Regions from separate parts of the Cricetulus griseus genome. Here region 1 is linked to region 2. A link is a contact called in public Micro-C data. All regions are on one chromosome and are shown on one strand. The core of a region is the stretch at or near the end of the contact, and the rest is flanking DNA. Distances in the headings are between cores, read along the strand shown. Region 1 has its middle 72 kb from the start of Pxylp1. Region 2 has its middle 19 kb from the start of Zbtb38.

Region 1 (3,374 bases), core at 229-2,728, 140 kb after region 2:
AGAGAGGAGCAAGGCCAAGTCCCAGAGTGTAACAGGCTCCAAACAGCATCTAACAGAGAAGAAAAAGGGAAAGTTTTGCCCTTTGAGTCAGGACTCGGACAGGCAGGCAGACCCAGCCAAGCTTTAGGGTGGATGGTAGGAACTGCACAAGGTGGTGGGAATCCTGGGAAGGAAAAGTACTGTATTCAGGTGAAGCCATCTTCCTAGGGGTGGTTTCTTAACCAGGTGTTGTGGAATCATCTTCTTGCATACTGTGAAAATGTGGGCTAATAAAAAGCTGAACGGCCAATAGCTAGGCAGGATTTCCAGGTAGAGGACAGACGATGAAGAAGTCGGATATGCCAGGTTATGCAGACCAAGCAGGATGGGCACTATGGAGATGAAGTAATAAAGACACAAGGCTGAAAGTAAATGAATAGAAATGGAAATTAAATTATAAGAGCTAGTTAGAAACAAGCTTAAGCTATCAGCGGAGCTTTCATGACTAATAAATCTCCACGTCATTATTGGGGATCCAACTGTCCTGACAAAAAAGACCAACTGCAGCCAGGTCCTTAACCTACCCCACTGGGATAACTCTTTTACTTTTATTTATTTTTTTAATTAAACTTTTTTTCATACAATACATTTTGATCTTATTCTTTCTCCTTCCTTAAATCCTTCCCTTCCTTATTTCATATTCTTTCTGTCTTAAAACACAGAGTACACACACACACACACACACACAGAGAGAGAGAGAGAGAGAGAGAGAGAGAGAGAGAGAGAGAGAGAGAGAGAGACTCCATTTTGTATTGTCAATTACTCTTGAACATGAGGCCTGTCTTGGAGTGGTTGATATACCCAGTGTCACTCGATTGGAGAAAACTGATTTTTTTTTTCCTCTTGCAGCAGCTATCAGTCGCAAACGGCTTCTTGGTTCCGGGTGGGACTTTGTGCCACTTCCCTTTCTCCACACTGGGACTTGTCTGGCTTGAGCTTGTGCAGTTCCTGTGCATGCTGTTGCAGTCTCTGTTTCCTTAGAAAATGCTGTTTCCTTAGAGCTGTCCACCACCTCTGGCTCTTAAAGTCTTTCAGCCTCTTTTTCCATATAGATCCCTAAGCCTTGAGTGGAGGAATGTAATAAAGACATCTCGGGCAGGACCTCAGATGAACTCTTATGGGAGAAGACAAGGGCATGTCTCCATCTAGGGGTGGTTTCCATTCATTACTGTAATACTCCGGAACGTGTAGTTCTTCCTGCAGCTTCATACATGGCACGTTGTTAAGCCCTCCAGGAGAGGATAGGACCATTATGGCAATTTTTGAGTCAAATTGAAGAAAGATTTATTAAATACTGGCCAGAAAGATGGACACTGGCCAGATCCAATGTCCCAGAGAATGTCTGCAAATTAACATTAACCCGTGTTTATAAAGGCTTATAAAGGCAAAGCCCACCTTCATCCAATCATGGGCAAGCATACATCCTGATGTACTTCCTGCCTAAGTACCTCCTGCCTACATGTGACCAGGCACACCCTGTGCAGTTGGGTCAACCAACCTCGTTTACAGAAGTGAAAACATGTGGCTTGTAGGAGCAACAGCCCCAGCATTCTAGGATGTCATCGGTCCTTGGGCAAATGAGGCTTACAGATTAGAGGCATTTTTTTGTTTTATAGATCTCTTAAGCACTGTAATTTAAGCTTGAAATATAATGTTAGTCATCCAATGGTCTCATCAGAATCTGAAGTCTCCGGGATTTGCCTTTTGGTACTGTAATGATTCATAGGTCACCTTCAAACACTTGGGTGTTTCTGCACCAGGGCCAGTGGCTGGATTTAGTCAGCCTCAGGCGGGGAGTTTCCAGGCTTTCCTTTTGGCCAGCTGATTTTTCCTCCTGTGGTAATTCTGGATCCTTTGCAGAGAGGCCTTCTAGACCGCCTTACTCTCCTGCTTCCACTCCTTCAGGAGCTCTGTGGTTGTGGGGAACTGAAGGATGACCATCCATCTTCCATAAATGGCTCCACTGTTGGGAGGCACAGTCTCTGCCCAAGTGTATTGTAACACTCTATTCTCTGTTGGTTGTAGAGAAAGACCTGGGTCCTGTGTGGCAGGAATTGACTGGAACCCCTGCATCGAAGTGAGTTCACTCTGGAACTGCTGTCTCCCACAGGACACAAGAACAGAATTTGCCCTTGACCATTAGGCAGGTTCCCTCCCTCTTGTCTAGGGCTCAAGTCTTGTAGTACAATTGTCCCATCTTTTAACTTTTGAGTTTTGGAATGAGATCCTTTGGGCTGCAGAAACATATAGATAGTTATATACTGACACTGTGGTAAAAACAAAACAATTCCAAGAAGGAACCCAGTGGTGGGATTGTAATCATCATGGGATCTATATCTATATCTATATCTATATCTATATCTATATCTATATCTATATCTACATATAGATAGATAGATAGATAGATAGATAGATAGATAGATAGATATGATGTAAGTGAAGATAGATATCTGCCAGGGCTGACTGGGTAAGCCTGTCACCACTGAACTGTACCTCCAGACAATCTTTATTATTTTACTACATGCCCATTGACTCTGCTGTGAATAGTTAACAAATAAACATTGAGAGTGCAGAGATGGCTTGGAGGTTAACAGTTCTTAAGGCTCTTGCCAAGGACCCATATCATGTAGCTTACAAATACCTGTAACTCCTGCTACAGTAGAGGGGAATCCAATGTGTCCTTCTGGCCTCAGCTGACGTGTGCCTGTGGTGTCCATATATACACTAGGCACATGTCCTTATACACAAAGCAAATACATATAGATATAGATATAGATATAGATATAGATATAGATATAGATATAGAGAGAGGGTTATCTGTGTAGCCCTGGATGTCCTGAACTCGCTCTATAGACCAGGCTGGCCTTGAACTCACAGAGATCCACCTACTTCTACCTCCCGAGTACTGGGATTAAAGGCATGCACCACCACCACCCAGCCCATGGAATGTGTTTTATACCAACATGCCAAAAAAACAAAGTAATGATGTAAAAGAAAACATAAAGTGAGATTACAACCATGGATAGATTTATAAATAGGGCTTATGTTTGCATGCTGGGAGCTAAGGCATTCTTTTGCCTGGTTTGAAGAGAACTGTTCAATCTTTTAACAGTTTGCAAAGATAAGTATTCTTGCCTTTAAGATGTTAGTGAGACTGTGGAGACGCAGGAGGAACAGGCTTTATTCTATAAGAAAACTCCTTCAGGTCTTTGGAGCCTCTCCTCTGTCTATCCTGAGAAGGTATCAGGAAATATCACAAGATACATCATTGACGGGGCTCGTATCCCAATGTTCTTCCATCTGCTATTGCTTGTAAATGTCCTAGAGAGCCAAAT
Region 2 (3,190 bases), core at 621-3,120:
AACACTAAGTGTCTCAGATGCAGATGGTCCACAGGTACCTTCTCTTAGTGTCTATACCACTCCATGTCACATCATGGCATCCATTCCTATTCAGTAGGGTCAAGCCATTTGGATGTGTGTGTTCAAGTGCACCTGTGTGTGTGTGTGTGTGTGTGTGTGTGTGTGTGTGTGTGTAGTGTTGGGGAAGGTAGTGCCTTCCTTAACTTCCAGGCTAGAAGCACATATAACTTCCTGGACCAAGTCAAATTTGATGATGTACAATCCAAAGCTGCCCTAAGTATTACATCGATGTTAAAACAAACAGCCTAAGGTTGAGGGTATCAAAGGCAGGCCCCACTGAGAATATCTGCCAACAGCAAGCATACACTTTGCACTGATTCCCTTCAAAGTGCTGAGAAGGGAGAAAGGCAGGCGCACGCGCACATGTGAGAGGAGCTGCGGATTCCCAGCTGGCACGTCAGTGACCTCTGCTGGTGGGACTTGCCTCTCCCTGTGCACAGAAGTAAGTGTCTCTTCCAAGACTGACGGATCTATTGCCTTCTGAGATGCCACACTGCAGAGGCTCAGGGAGAGCAGAGCTCGTGGGCCTCTCCGCTAACACTTTTTTCGGGGCCCTCAGCAGCCAGCAGTCTAGGTGAGGCTCTTGTCTTTGCCTCCACAGACTTCCTCTCAAAGCTTGTTCACTTTCAGATACAATTATGTTTTATTTTAAAATTCTCAACAAGGATGCTGGAGGGATGGCTCAGTAGTTAAGAATGGATACTGTGAACCTGGGTTTGCTTCCCACGTCAGCCTCTTAGGAGCCATTGCAACTCCATCTCTAGAGGGACCCAATACCTCTGACTTCTGCAGGCATCTGCACACACATACACATACCTAAACACAGACACACGAAATTAAAAATAAAGAATGAATCTTAAAACAAAATTCTCACAAATGGAGCTGGCCAGATGGATCAGCCTGAATAATGGAATTCAGTCTGTGAGTCCCAAATGGTTTAAAGGAGAGAACCAACTCCTGAAAGTTGTCCTGTGTTCTCTACATGTGTGAAATGGCGTATGTTCCTGTGTGCACACGTGTGAACCTGCACACAAATTAAACAAATGTAAACAACAACAACAGCAAAACAAGCATGTCCAAAATTAATTGCCACTACCCAAACAAGTCTGTTTGTTTTGTTTTGTTCTAAAGGCAGGGTCTCTATGTAGCCCTGGCTGTCCTGGAACCTACTATATAGACCAAGCTGTCCTTGAACTCACAAGGATCTGCCTGCCTTTGCCTCCCGAGTGTTGGGATTAAAGGTGTGTGCCACCTTTGCCAGCCAAACTTTCTTAAACGCAAAAATGAAAACAAACCAACATGTTTACAACACATCAAAGTGAAATAAGTACTGAATAAGGTTATTCTTCCGGTCCACACTGGGCTGCTAGATGCTGAGGCACCATTTATAGGTACACAAATCACACATCGTTACACCTCATCTAACTCACAAACCAACGCAAAATGCTGCTGTCGCCCATGCATTAGCCTGCATCTAAGTCAAGCAGACATTTTGATGAACTGTCCAGGCACCTGTCCTGGGGGACTCCAGCCCAGGAAGCTAGGCAACCAAGTTGAAGCCGTTGCGGCAGATCTTCCAGGATCCTGAAGGTTTTTTTGTTTGTTTGGTTTGGTTTGGTTTGTTTTTTTGCTTGCTTTTTGTTTTGTTTTAACAGCTTTTTCATAAACCTCTTCTCTTTGTAAAGCCACTGGGTGGCACTTGAGAGCCTTTTCCAGTGTGAGGTTTGCCTGTGGGTGGAGTCTCTGCAGCCATCTCCATTGTAGGGTTCTGACTTTATGGTCAGAGCTCATTGGGCCAGAGTCTAACTCCTGACCGTGACGGAACCAATCCTCGCATGGGGGGCATGGCGGTCGGAAATATTGCCTTGCCTGGGAACTATGAGATGGCATGTTCCACCCACAGCTTGGGAGAGCCGAGGAGGCTCTACAGCACAGAGAGAACATAGAAAGATGACTGGGGCGGGGGACGCAGCCGAGATGAGATGTCGCAGGGAAATGTTTCTGCTTCTAGTTCAGTTTTTGTCTAGGCTCCTCGGATTCTATCGTATACAATTCTTCCCTTCAACCATGGCATTTGTTTATTAGGCGAGGAAAATTCCCGAAGACACGGGCTGTTGTTTAACTGGCGTTTAAGATATAGAGCAGAATTCTGAAAAGCTTTGAGAACATTCAGAATTTGAACTCATGCAAACCACCGAGAAACCTCATAATGGATGGGGTTTTGTCTAGCAGGACTTTGTGTTTTAATGAGAACGAGAAACAAAACATTTCCCCTAATATGTTTCTCTATTTGCTATTAAAAAAAACTTCTCTAAAATGCATAAACAAAAGCAAAAGACTGAAAAATAAGTGGTCACCTGTAGGGAGCTAGTTATATATTTATCATACAATAGCCAAATAGGCATCTATTGAAGAACAAATAGATGGAATGCTCCCATATTATATTTTAAAGAAACTTAGTATAGGGTGATGTGTGTAGTGTTACTTTCTGAAAAAGGATAATATACAAGTTCACACACACACACACACACACACACACACACACACACACTCATTGGCATTTATGGAATGATGTGAAAAATGTTCCTTTGTACATGTATTAGCTCTTTAAATACACATCGGACACACACGTATGCACAACTGTACTAGCCCACTTTTTTACCTTTATTGACTTTATGCTTAATATACTTTATAGCAGACATTTCTCTTACTGTTAAGAGCTCCTGGAAATTGGGTGGATCGTCATAACTGTCGACTCTGCTTGGTGACCCATCCTGCTGTACTTCCTCTCATCTGCAAATTAATAGTGCACTCAGATGGAGGAGGTGGGGTGTGAAAGTTCACTAGTGCTTGCTCTACACAAAGTGAAATGCGGAAGGGTGATGTTTGTGGACTGGGAAGTTGCTATCCGGAGTAGAGGAATTGCCCAGTAAGTGAACAGGGCTTCGCATCTGAATTCTAAGTGCATTCTCAACACCTAGAACAGTAGAGGCATTGGCTTGGTTCTGTAGGCTCTGCATCCAGTAGTTAGTGAAAGCAATACCCTTTCCCCCAGACTCCTCTAAATGAAGATGAAAGCATCTGGCTCAGAGCCTGGATTAGTTGGCTGATGTTGAATGTTTGGTGTCAT

Evidence for each region. Hi-C and Micro-C count contacts between places; a contact is called where the count stands out from the background.
Region 1: a Micro-C map of the CHO-K1 cell line shows a contact between it and region 2, with 8 times the contacts expected there. The contact joins two enhancer-like sites. A contact is called at or near these places in 6 of 8 Hi-C or Micro-C datasets (the CHK-Q cell line, the CHL-YN cell line, the CHO-K1 cell line and 2 more).

Annotation. Positions count from the first base shown.
Region 1 is chr4:205,395,868-205,399,241 of CriGri-PICRH-1.0, forward strand. No RefSeq gene overlaps it. Among named protein-coding and RNA genes, the nearest start is that of Pxylp1, 72 kb to the right of the region's middle. Within about 2 kb of position 1,479, at least 1 of the 6 cell types and tissues checked has open chromatin away from gene starts, as enhancers often do. A contact at or near this core is called in the CHO-K1 cell line, where this site is marked.
Region 2 is chr4:205,254,916-205,258,105 of CriGri-PICRH-1.0, forward strand. No RefSeq gene overlaps it. Among named protein-coding and RNA genes, the nearest start is that of Zbtb38, 19 kb to the right of the region's middle. Within about 2 kb of position 1,871, at least 6 of the 6 cell types and tissues checked have open chromatin away from gene starts, as enhancers often do. A contact at or near this core is called in the CHO-K1 cell line, where this site is marked.